3 separate regions of the Danio rerio genome follow, and all the other regions are linked to region 1. Evidence: chromatin contacts called from public HiCAR-type data. All regions are on one chromosome and are shown on one strand. The core of a region is the stretch at or near the end of the contact, and the rest is flanking DNA. Distances in the headings are between cores, read along the strand shown. Region 1 overlaps nfixa (nuclear factor I/Xa). Region 2 overlaps nfixa (nuclear factor I/Xa). Region 3 has its middle 19 kb from the start of nfixa.

The links. HiCAR-type assays count read pairs that join an accessible place to other places.
Region 2: a contact with region 1 is called in a HiCAR-type map of caudal fin, with 8 times the contacts expected there. The contact joins two enhancer-like sites. A contact is called at or near these places in 1 of 18 Hi-C or Micro-C datasets (caudal fin) and 1 of 4 datasets of contacts at active chromatin or transcription factors (caudal fin).
Region 3: a contact with region 1 is called in a HiCAR-type map of caudal fin, with 10 times the contacts expected there. The contact joins two enhancer-like sites. A contact is called at or near these places in 4 of 18 Hi-C or Micro-C datasets (caudal fin, embryo, hematopoietic stem cells and 1 more) and 1 of 4 datasets of contacts at active chromatin or transcription factors (caudal fin).

What each region holds. Positions count from the first base shown.
Region 1 is chr1:55,357,246-55,361,566 of GRCz12tu, forward strand. All of the region lies in intron 3 of nfixa (nuclear factor I/Xa), which reads left to right. Among named protein-coding and RNA genes, the nearest start is that of rad23aa, 93 kb to the right of the region's middle. Within about 2 kb of position 1,891, at least 21 of the 62 cell types and tissues checked have an H3K27ac peak or open chromatin away from gene starts, as enhancers often do. A contact at or near this core is called in caudal fin, where this site is marked.
Region 2 is chr1:55,220,740-55,224,770 of GRCz12tu, forward strand. All of the region lies in intron 2 of nfixa (nuclear factor I/Xa), which reads left to right. Among named protein-coding and RNA genes, the nearest start is that of nfixa, 24 kb to the left of the region's middle. Within about 2 kb of position 2,767, at least 14 of the 62 cell types and tissues checked have an H3K27ac peak or open chromatin away from gene starts, as enhancers often do. A contact at or near this core is called in caudal fin, where this site is marked.
Region 3 is chr1:55,177,798-55,182,030 of GRCz12tu, forward strand. It overlaps a transcript of nfixa not described here. Among named protein-coding and RNA genes, the nearest start is that of nfixa, 19 kb to the right of the region's middle. Within about 2 kb of position 1,999, at least 9 of the 62 cell types and tissues checked have an H3K27ac peak or open chromatin away from gene starts, as enhancers often do. A contact at or near this core is called in caudal fin, where this site is marked.

The DNA of each region.
Region 1 (4,321 bases), core at 641-3,140:
ATTGCACATTTAAGACATATTCAAATCAGAAACAGAATTATGAATTGTAATAATATTTTTATTTAATATTACATTATTCTGTTTTTACTATATAATTAATCATATAAATGCAGCCTTGTTAAGCCTAAAAATCTGACCAGAACTAAAAAAAAAAAAAGACTTTTGCTGCTTGTTTAAACTTATTCATTATTTAAAATTCTTGGATTTTTTAATTTTTTAATTTTTTTTTATTTATTTTTTTTTTGGGGGGGGGGGGGTCTTGTTTGACATGATAGTTTTATGTTTAATCCACTTAAATTTGTAAAAACTAATGAGTTAACAATATTTTCAGGTTGCCTTAACACAAATCGATTATGTGGATCCCAGCAGATGGGATTCAACTTGATTGTCTATACATATGTACAAGTACAAAACAACGAATGCAGTTTAGGTCTAACCAGCAGTGCAATAGCAGCAAGTGCAGGGTAAAGATATAAGTTATAAAGTGCAGTTATAGAAAAACTATGGTGATATTTACAGATGGGTGTACTATCTACATTATGAACAGAGATTTAATAAATTATTCTATGTAGAGGTTGCTATTCATGACCAGAAGTGTGCAGATAGATAAACATAATAACAAATGTATGTACAGTGGGTGTGTACATAATTACAAATGTTCATGTACAGTGGGGGTATGTACAGTTCAAAAATGTATAAAATTTTAAATGTATAAAATTTTAAAATAGTCTCATAAAAACATGGGACCATTTCATAATATTCTAAATATTCCTCTTTTGGCTGGATTTGTAAGCAATAATTTTATTTACTTTATTATTAAATACATAAATTCAGTGGTGTTAAGCCTAAAACTCTTACTAAAAAAACTTTTACTCCTTGTTTGAACTACTTGAGGGTTTTTGGGGGCAACTTTCTTTGCATCGCAGGAATAAATTACTTTTTTATTTATTTATTTATTTTTTTTTACATATATTTAAATTAGAAACATAAATTGTGATAATTTTTCATATTTTTTTTGTTTTTACTACATTATTAATCACATTAACGCAGTCTTGTTAAACCTAAAACTGTACCAAAACAAACAAAAATAGACTTCTGCTGCTTTTTCAGACTACGTATTTAAAATAAGCTAAAACACAATTCCTAATTTTTTTTTGTTTGATTTTTGAGACAACTTGATTGTTTTAAGTTTTATCCACTTAAAATGGTCAAAACAATTAAGCTAACTTACTCGATTTGTTTTGGGACAGGATGAAGGAATTGTGTGGAATCCAGCATTATTTTACAGACTTGTGAAGTGTATAGTAAAGTCAGTAAAGGGATACAGCTGCAGATAGTCACGTAAATAATAAAGCATCATTTTAGTGACACTGTATTGCAACAATAATTCATATTTTGATATTACTTTGAGGGTTGGGGCAGACATTAATAAACACAATTTAATGGGTAATTTAATAAATAATATAAATAATTCTTGTTACCTTTTGGCTACAGCAGTATCCCTTCTAGCAACAACCGAAGAGTATGGAATTCTTTAATATGTACACTTAGAACTTGGTGTTTGTTCAGATCCAAACACTTTGAAATACTCGTAACAACCCCGAAAGCTTCACTAAACCTATGCAAAACTATGCATTTCATGTGCAAATGTAAAAGTTTATTATGTAAATTGTTCAAAGTTCAACATAATAATGTGTGTGTGTGTGTGTGTGTGTGTGTGTGTGTGTGTGTGTGTGTGTGTGTGTGTGTGTGTGTGTGTGTGTGTGTGTGTGTGTGTGTGTGTGTGTGTGTGTGTGTGTGTGTGTGTGTGTGTGATACCTGGTATCCTGTGCAGCCCTTCACACACTGAACTATTGTGCAGTCTATTTAACAGTCACATCCTGTCTGGGTCACCGGGTTTTCTGAGGACACACACACACACACAACACACACACACACACACATGGATGCACATCCTGCTGTATCTTGCCAGATTTAGTGTTAGATAGTACATCTGAAGAGCGTTATCAGTGTTTTTTCATTGTTTGCATTGCTTAAGAGTGTGTTTATGAGATCATTTATTGGCTTTTGTGCTCGTACGCTGTGGTGGAAAGACAAGCGCAGCGATCAGACCGCAAGTGTCAACAAACTTGTGTTTATTTGTATTGACACTGAAGGGTGATGTTTGTTGATGTGAAATTGCACACCTGTGACTGGCCTGAAATGGCCCAAATCACATCACCTGCTGTCTGGAAAGCTCTGGGGCTTTTTCGCTGCGCTGTTGACATGCCTGAGTTCATCACTGCGCTGAGGAGACCCCTGCTGGACACACACGCGATATTAGCACAGCCCTAAACGGTCTCCTGTTGGAGAGTACAAATAGAAGGGCTTTTTATTGATTTTAAATAAATAAATAATAAATACATTTTTGTATACAGATGAAGACAAATTATTAGTGATTTTTTTTCTTTTTCAAATATTTCCCAAATGATGTTTAACAGAGTGAGGGATTTCTCACAGTATTTCCTATAATATGTTTTTATTCTTGAGAAAGTCTTGTTTGTTTTATTTTGGCTAGAATATACAGTAGTTTTTATTTTTTTAAAGACCATTTTGGGGTCAATATCATTACCCTAACTTGCCTAATTAACCTAGTTAAGCTTTTAACGGTCACTGAAAACTATCTTGAATAATACCTTGTTAATATCAAGTTTTTAAAAGTTCAAATCAAAATTAAGGACATTTTTAATGTTTATAATGAGTAAATAAATACATTTCTTATAAAATCAAAAACATATTAATGCATTTTTAACCCCAATTTTAATTTGAAACATTGTCATACAAATTGAGGTTTAAACCTAAAAAAATACAACTAGAATAATATATTAACTGAAAATAAGTTAATGAACATATATTTTTTTATTAAGTATTATTATTTTTGTATAAAATTGTATTAAATATTTTTTAACAAATAATAATAATATTATTAAATAATACAGCAATAACATATTTGTCCTATCTATATACTAATTTTAATGTCCATCAATTCAACAAAAGTGTCATTTTTTTCCAATATCAATGCATTATTAATTCTACGATAACAACATTATACTGATTTATGCATTTTTATACAAGTTTGAGGTTGGTTTGGTTTGGTGAGCTCTAAGTTATTGAGCCTGCACACTTCTCTATAATGTATTTATTTTATTTAATCTATTTTTCTGATTCTTTCCTGTTGTAATTTTATTATGTTGTATCCGACATTCTGTGTATTGTTTATAGGTAGTATAGGTATTTTGGTAGTGATGTCCTGATCAGGTTTTTTTTTGCCTCCGAGTCATTTTATTTTGAGTATCTACTAATACCGAAACACGATCCGATTCTTCTATAATACATAAAAAAATAGCTAAAGAAGAGCGAAAAAACAGATCCAGAATGTTCCTTATTTTTTATTTAGTTCACCTTATTTTAACATTCAACATCTCTACAAACTAATCTAATATAAAAACAAAGCACCTCAACTTAAAATACCCGGCAGGCAATCCCAAGTTTACTAATCTCACAGTTTGCTATGGCAATGCTGTATATAATACCTCCAGACTGCAGACATACTCGCACTTTTCGCTTCAAGCTGCTTCCGTGTTCTACTTTGTCACAGAAATTGTTGCGATAAGTGAAATTATTGTCATTTTGAGATCATTTAATGCCACTGATTATATAATGATTATATAATAATGCAAACAGCCATAAACACTTTAAAATACCTATCATTCTTAAGGTTATTTAGATTCTATAATTTGGTGTTAAAAAGCTAAATGTCCAATTATTTATACTATTAAATGTCCTGTTAGGTAAATGTCTAATTGTAAACTGTGACACCGGTAAGGTAGAACGTAAATGTCAAAATGGCTTTAAAGTTATTTGTGAATTTGTAATTCGTAAATAGTATTACAACAGCGTTGAGCTGATCTCCAAGTATTGATCGATAAGTTGATTTATTGATTATTGTGACAGGCCTAAGCAAATTATAAAAATATTATTTAAAAAAATTACTTTTGAATAAAGGTTTGTTTAGTTTTCCTTATGCCAGTGGTTCTCAAACTTTGGTACATGTACCACTAGTGGTACGCGGGCTTCCTTCTAGTGGTACGCGGAGGAATGAAATATGTCATGTACATGCTACACACATTTCAAAATGTATCAAAAATTATGTATATAATATGCTGTAAATGACATATAGACTATATTTCTTGGGTAATCTGCGCCGTTTTTTAACTTTGCAGAGTTGTAGCTGCTTTACTGGGCCTACTACGCTACTGTATTTCAAAACTGCTCATTTTGG
Region 2 (4,031 bases), core at 1,517-4,016, 140 kb before region 1:
TACCCCTATATACATTTTTGGAGAGTGCCAAAAACTTCCCAGGGGGTACGTCTTTGTTGCAGTTTTTATTTTCGCAAATCCACCAGAGGCTGCTGTGTACGCTTTTTAGATCTCAAATTTCTCTCACGAGTGCCATTTGTGCCTGCTGTTCTTGCGTAAATCCACCAGAGGCCGCTGTTGACAGACTGACTGACTGACGGATCGACTTGCCCACCCTCTTCCTTCTCTGAACCCAACCAATAGTGTTTTCAAAAGCTCCTTTTGACCCGCCCACCCAGCCGACAGTTTTAAAAAGCAATACAGAAAAAAAAGCCCTTGCGGTCGTCTGTTTTTTACCATGTTTTTAGATTCTCACACATTCTCACCCTGTTATTTACTTGTTTATTTAATTTTTCTTATCCACTTAATGGAATCGTTCTTCGCCAGACTCAACTCCTCTCTGCATCTCAATTCCGCTGACATAAGCGGCGAGCTAACTGGACAAACTGGTTACTGCGGGAAAGGCGTCCATACGAAGGTAAGCGGTCAGCTAGTTAGCGCGAAAAGGAGCAGTGTCGTATCGCCCTGTAGCATTCGTTTTAAAGTTGAAGTGCAGCCATACGTACTTTTGGCTACATATTTTGCGCTCTCCAGAAATGTATATAGGGCTACGTTTTTTAGTATGAGCCTGTGTTTTGCCTTTTCAATTTTGCACACTAAAAAAACTAACTTTTTTTTTCGAAAGAGCTGTAAAAAATGCAGTGTCCCACACAATTAATTAATGCTGTCCCAACATAAACCGATTAAGTTAACAAATTTAAATGGATTGAACATAAAACAATTAAGTTGTACCCAAAAAAATCTCAAGAATTGTGTTATTTTGGCTCATTTTAAATAAGTACAAGCATCAAAAATACATTTTTCGAGAGAATACGCGCACACATGCATCATAAATCTGCCTGTTTATACTCTCGTATGCTGCGTTTATACGTTCGTATGGTAAGACGGTGGTTAGCGTTGAGAAGAATGCCGAGTTTATGTGGAGGAGCAGCTGCAGGAATTATCTACATAAAATATCATTATTTAAGAGCAAGCCACAAGGGAAGGGTAAAAAGCAAAGTGTGTGTGTTTGTGTTGGGATAAAACCACACACACCGACTATATCGCTTGCATATGGTTCTCTCATGTGAGTTTTAATGGAAACTGCAACCGCAAGCCGACCGTGGGTCTGCTTAACAAAGAACTGGGTGTGTGTGCGTGTGCGTGCATGTATGTATTTGTATGTGTGTGAAAGTATGCGTGCGCTGAAAGCAGGACTGCTTTTCATGCTATGTTGTAGAGTAATGGCTGGGAGATCTGTGTGTGTGTGAAACACGAAGACTGTGGTTTTGGATTTGTGCCCTTCTGTGTGGTAATGCCAACCTCTGTGCCCTTTCTCTGACCTTGCTCTTTACCAGGAATGTCAGTGTTTTTGTTGATTTTCTTGTTGTGTCGGCTGCTTTGCATATTCATTATTCCAATTAACGTGCAACTCATAAAGGTTCTTTATTGGCATCGACGGTTTCATGAACTTTCCAATTCCCATTCCTTGAAATTTAATTCCCATTCCTCAAAACAAATGGTTCATCTTTTTAAGTTTTTATTTTATTTTATAGTGATTCTTTATTTCTTTTTTGGCATTAAAGCCACAGAATAACCATTTTTGGTTAGAGTAGAGTTAAAAAAACAGAAGTTATGTTAAATTAAAATGACAATCTCTGTTAAAGGCATTCCCCTCAAATTCTACATCCTTCTCCATCATCCGTCTCAGATGGGATGGAGGGCCAAATCAAAGCTTACCGTGGGTCAGCTTTGGCCAGCGGGCCCTAGTTTGGGCATCTCTGCTTAAAGGCAACAGGATTACTTGCATATGTTAGGTAAAGTCAACTAATCAGTGGCCAGCATAGTGGGTAGCACAATCGCCTCACAGCAAGAAGGTCACTGGATTGAGCCCCGGCTGGGTCAGGTGGCGTTTCTGTGTGGAGTGTGCATGTTCTCCCCATGTTGGCGTGGGTTTCCTCCGGATGCTCCTGTCTCCCCCGTAAGTTCAAAGATATGTGGTATAGTTGAATTGAATAAGCTAAATTGTCTGTATGTGTGTGAGTGAGGGTGTATGGATGTTTCCCAATGGTGGGTTGCATCTGCTGCGTAAAACATATGCTGGATAAGTTGGCGGTTCATTCCGTTGTGGCGACCCCTGATTAATAAAAGGACTAAGCCAAAAAGAAAATCAATGAATGAACTAATCGGTTTAAAAGCAGTAGGTTTACTCAATTATTTTAAGTAATTTCTACTAATCATTTTTTTTTACAGTGAAGGAACCACAGATGCCAGCAAAGAACCTTTATTTTTACGAGTATACGACAAGAAATAGGTTGTAGTGCTCATTTCATCTCAATCAGTATTTTTTTTCTTAATCTATAAACTGTTAATTATGACCATGGTCAAATCCGCCTTCTTGACCTGTGGTTGTCATTTCTAAAACAATCCCCAGCTCTAAATTCCAAGGTCTGCTTTCACAGATGTTGATTAAGCTTTGTGCTGGATTAAGCCTGTAGTCCTGGATTAAAATGGGCCGTAATTTGTAAGTCCCCTTTGTGGTGTTGGCTTAAGCGGCCCATGAGAATGGCGTCCTAATAAAAGAGCAGGCTAATCTGCCTCTTAAAGTTTGACAGCAGAGGCACAGCAGAGTTTCACGGCTGGAGAAGGTGCAAGATAAGCATAGTTGAGCGTGCCGCTAGGCAGCCTGGGCGCTGTGGTTTGCCACAAAACAGATGTGGATTTAGGAGACCACCCTGCAATAGTGTAATGCAGGATCGGGGCCTATAGATGAGTCATAGAAAAAGAAAGAGGAGGGAGAAACGGGTTCCTTACCTTACATTAACTCGCTGAAGTAAAGCCTGCAGCATTAGTATTGCGTGTTACTGTAAATGCAGGCCGCTGACGACAAGAATGCAGTCTTTCCTGCTGCCATTGATCGCGCTTTGCATAATTGCTTGGAATTTTAAAATGTGTTTTATTCTAGGTTTGTGTTTTTGCAATGCATTAATAAGATAATATAGTAGTTAAAGCGTTTTATTCTAATGGCCAGTGCAGTTTGAAGCCAGAATTATAAACCCTCCTGTAAAATGTCAATGATTTTATATTCATTTCCCCTTTTTTGTTTAATGGAAAGATTTTTCCAAGACATTTCTAAACATTATGTTCCTAATAACTGATTTGTTTTATGTTTGCCATGATGACAGCACATAATATTTGACGAGATCTTTTTCAAGATACTATTGTACAGCTTAAAGTGACATTTAAAGGCTTAACTAGGTTAAAGCTAGTGTACTAAGGCAAGTCAATGTATTACAATGGTAAGCTCTGTAGCCAATAAAAAAAATATTGCTTAATATTGACCTTAAAATGTTTTTAAAAAGAAAAAACTGTTTATTTTAGCCAACCTAGCCGATAATATTTTCTCTTGAAGAAAGAAATAGGAAACACTTTCATAATTTAAATTAAATATCACCTTCAGTAAGAATAAATATTGCACAGGAGGGCTAATAATTTCGCCCTTTTTATGACAACAAAAAACAATATATATGGCATATAGGGCTGGTGATTTATCGAAAAGTACTTCGACTTTCAGAACCTATAATCGATCTAATTTTTCCAGGACGATTACTTTCCCTATTGCATGTGGAGTCAAGGCTGAGGCGGATTTATATTTCTGCAGCCACATCTGATCTCCTGCCAAGTAGGGTGCTGGACCTATTCTTGAGCCTTACTTTGCACGACATTGATCGTGATTGGAAGATGCCTCAAGACGGCATATTTTCCATTGCACCAAAATTATTTACATTAAAATATTTGTTTACAGAAGATGCAAGAAATGCAGAGTTTAAAATATTATTTACAGAATATACAAGAGTTGTTTTATTCAGAAGACATACTGCTTATTTTATATTTTTATATGAAAAACACTGAAAGTAATTGATTTTGTGTCCAAAAGTGCAAGTTATTTATTA
Region 3 (4,233 bases), core at 749-3,248, 180 kb before region 1:
TAGGGTTGGGTAGGGGTGGACATTAATAAAATCGGATGGGTAATTTAATAAATAATATAAATAATAGTCTGTATAATTATTGTTTTACATTACTGTGATGTTTGGGATAAAGGTTGGAGTAGTGGAAGGTGTTAATAAAATACAATTCATGCATAATTTATTAATTAATATAAATAATTCTTGTTATAATGACTATTTTTATATTACTGTGATGGTTGGGTAGGGGCAGACATAAATCAAATACAATTTAACTTATAATTTAATAACATGAATAATACTCTGTATAAATACTGTTTTACATTAGCAGTAGTGTTTGATAAACCATAATAAAATACAATTCATGCACAGTTTAAATAATGAATAATATTGAGTATTATTACTGTTTTTACATTACTTTGATGTTTAGGGTTGGAGTAGGGGAAGACATTAAAAAATACAATTAATGCATAATTTAATGATATAATAATATAAATAGTTCTCATTATAATTAATGCTTTAACATTACTGTGAATATTAGGTTTAGTGTTGGGTGGGGGTAGACGTTAATCAAATAACATTTAATGGGTAATTAAATCAATAATATGAATAATACTAAGTATAATTACTGTTTTTACATTACTTTGATGTTTGGGTTTAGGGTTAGAGTAGGGAAAAACATTAATAAAATACAATTTAATGGGTAATTTAATAAATAATATAAATAATGCTTGTTATGATTACTGATTTTACATTACTGTGAGGTTTGGGTAGGATAGATGTTAATAAGATTTAATAGATATTATGAATAATAAATAATCCAAATAATTCTTATTAATATTTTACATTACTGTGATGTTTGGGTTTAGGGTTGGATAGGGGTGGACATTAATAAAATCGGATGGGTAATTTAATAAATAATATGAATAATAGTCTGTATAATTATTGTTTTACATTACTTTGATGTTTGGGATAAGGTTTGGAGTAGTGGAAGGTGTTAATAAAATACAATTCATGCATAATTTATTAATTAATATAAATAATTCTTGTTATAATGACTACTTTTATATTACTGTGATGGTTGGGTAGGGGCAGACATAAATCAAATACAATTTAACTTATAATTTAATAACATGAATAATACTCTGTATAAATACTGTTTTACATTAGCAGTAGTGTTTGATAAACCATAATAAAATACAATTCATGCACAGTTTAAATAATGAATAATATTGAGTATTATTACTGTTTTTACATTACTTTGATGTTTAGGGTTGGAGTAGGGGAAGACATTAAAAAATACAATTAATGCATAATTTAATGATATAATAATATAAATAGTACTCATTATAATTAATGCTTTAACATTACTGTGAAGATTAGGTTTAGTGTTGGGTGGGGGTAGACGTTAATCAAATAACATTTAATGGGTAATTAAATCAATAATATGAATAATAATTACTGTTTTGCATTATTTTGATGGCTAGGTTTAGGGTTTTGTTATGGGTAGACCAAATACAATGAGTAATTTCATAAAAAATATAAATAATTATTGTTAACTTCCGGCCGCAGCTGTATCCCTTCTAGCTATAGCCGTTTGATCGCCTATGTGAAAGCAACTCCATTACCACTGTGTTGGCTAAATTTGGTGTGAATTTACATTTATGTTCTTGGCAGACACTTTCTTACCAAAACTATGCCGAAGGAAGTGCATTTGTTGTGGTGGGATGATAGCTGGGGGAGCAATTTGAACCGTAAGACAAAACCACAGCATGCTAACAGGAATGTAACTTCGACACGACTGTAGCGAAGCACAGGAAATAAATGAAGTGTGATGGTTTGTTGGTAGGATTAAACTTTATATATATGTGTGTGTGTGTGTGTGTGTGTGTGTGTGTGTGTGTGTGTGTCTCTGTCTCTCTCTTTCTGGTTGCCTGTGGTTGTAGCTTTCCATATAGCCTGAAGTAATATGGGCCTGGTGCCCGATCTCAGCTCTCTGAGTTTGTGTGTGTGTGTGTGTCCGTCGAGGCAGATTAGACCAGGAACTGCTGCCACAAAAGCGCCCTGTCTAGTGCTCTTTAATTCCTCTAAATTAGCACCTCGCGCCAGGCACTTTACACACACACACACACACACACACACACATACACACATACACAGAAGCAGTGCCATACTTTTAACTGCCTTGATAATCACAGCGTCAACTAATAGTCTTGCTCTCACACTTTTCTTGCCTCTCACACTTTTTTTCACTAACTCTTGGCGTCAGAGGAGAGTTTTTTCGTCCTGTGAGATGCGGCTCCCTCAGTTAGCCGCTAATGTGAAGCTGATAGCGCCGTACGCTCTAATGCCCTTTAATTCACTTACCAGTGCTGAACTAACACAATACCTTTGTAGCCACAATGAGCCAAAGTCTCAAATCCTTTTAACCCATACATTGTGTTGTGTGTCGATAAAATGCAATCTGGCCCGCAGCTGAAACGCGTCCTGCTGCAGGTGGATTGGGAAGCAGTGCAGAGGCTGGTTTGGCGAATCTGTTTGTTTACATTAATACTTTAAGACCATAGATGGGGTTACTTTATTCTATCCATCCCTCCATCCATCCCTCCATCTATCCATCCATCCATCCATCTATCTATCTATCTATCTATCTATCTATCTATCTATCTATCTATCTATCTATCTATCTATCTATCTATCTATCTATCTATCTATCTATCTATCTATCTATCTATCTATCTATCTATCTATCTATCTATCTATCTTTTGTTCTATTTCTTGTTCTATCTATCTGTCTGTTTCTGTCGATCCATCCATCCATCCATCCATCCATCATTAAAACAGACAATGGCCATTTTAACAATGCCAAACAGAGAAAATTTTTAATAATTTATAAATAATCATATTAAATAAATAAATAAATAAATAAATAGATGAAAGAATTAGGAAAAATAATCATAATATTAATGAATTAGTAAATAATCTAAATAGAATATAAATTTATATACTAATAATTATGAATTTGAATTGAATTACAAAAATAAACAGAAAATTAGTAAATTAAATAAAATAAATAAATAAATTCTGTTATACTCAGTCGCCATGAATATTTAATTATACAGGATTTCAGGAGGTCGGGTTCTCAGCAATATTTTCCACATTATACACTCCGCCTGGAAACAAGTCTGACTGGATAAAAAAACAAAAAGAACCAACAACGATGTTTACTATATGTCCTACTAATTTCCTTTTATGTTCTGCTGACAGAGTATTGTAAACTTTTAAAGGTGTTCGTGAATGAATGATGCATGGTTGTTGTTTTTATTTTGAGGACGATTACACACCCCTAAACATGAAGTGGCACAAAATGAAAGGTGATTGGTTGGCTAACCTGTCGGTCAAATAGCATAGTGGGCGGTCCTTGACTATTCAAAGTGGTCAAAGTTCCCAGACCTTCAGCCGCTAGTCTGAGGTCTGGCTACGCGAGACTATACTGTAGCTTTTTCCCCGACATTCTTCAGAATATCTTCTTTTGAGCCATTTTTAAATGTTGAGCTTCACAAAACTCAAGTAAAATAGATGGTAGCAATTTGTTATTAATAATTGCGGATTGTAACATTGTTGGTTTCCCAGTTCGGACTGGAAGAGCATCCGCTGCATAAAACATATGCCAAAATAGTTGGTGGTTCATTCCGCTGTGGCGACCCCTGATAAATATGGGACTATGCTGAAGGAAAATGAATGTATCTTGTTTCTTGTGAGGGGTAGGAGGATAGAAAATACGTTTGTACGGTATAAAAAGCATTACTTCTATGGCAAGTCCCCATAAATATAGCTGTGTGTGTGTGAGTGTGAGAGAGAGAGAGAGAGTGTGTGTGAAGCGGGCCACATGTAGAGATCTATTCACTAATCCCCACTGTCCTCTGCATCTGCACACACACACTCTGTGTGCTATCTGGGGCAGCAGAAGGTCTGGGCATGAGTTTTGCACTGTTGGCATCACAGCCTGGGCACTGGCACTCATGAGACTGAGAGAGAGCTGGGTGCACAGTGTGTGTGTGTGTGTGTCTCAGTATACTAATGAATTAAGTAAAATATAAAGAAAACCTATAGATAAACTAAACCCTACAGCACTGTTTAGAACACAAGTGAATGAGAATAGAAAGTAAGACATTGATGAGGAGGAGTAATTGATTGGCTGGTTGAGGGACGCTAATAAAACAGCACTCGTTTGTGTCACAGTTGTAGTGATTTTGG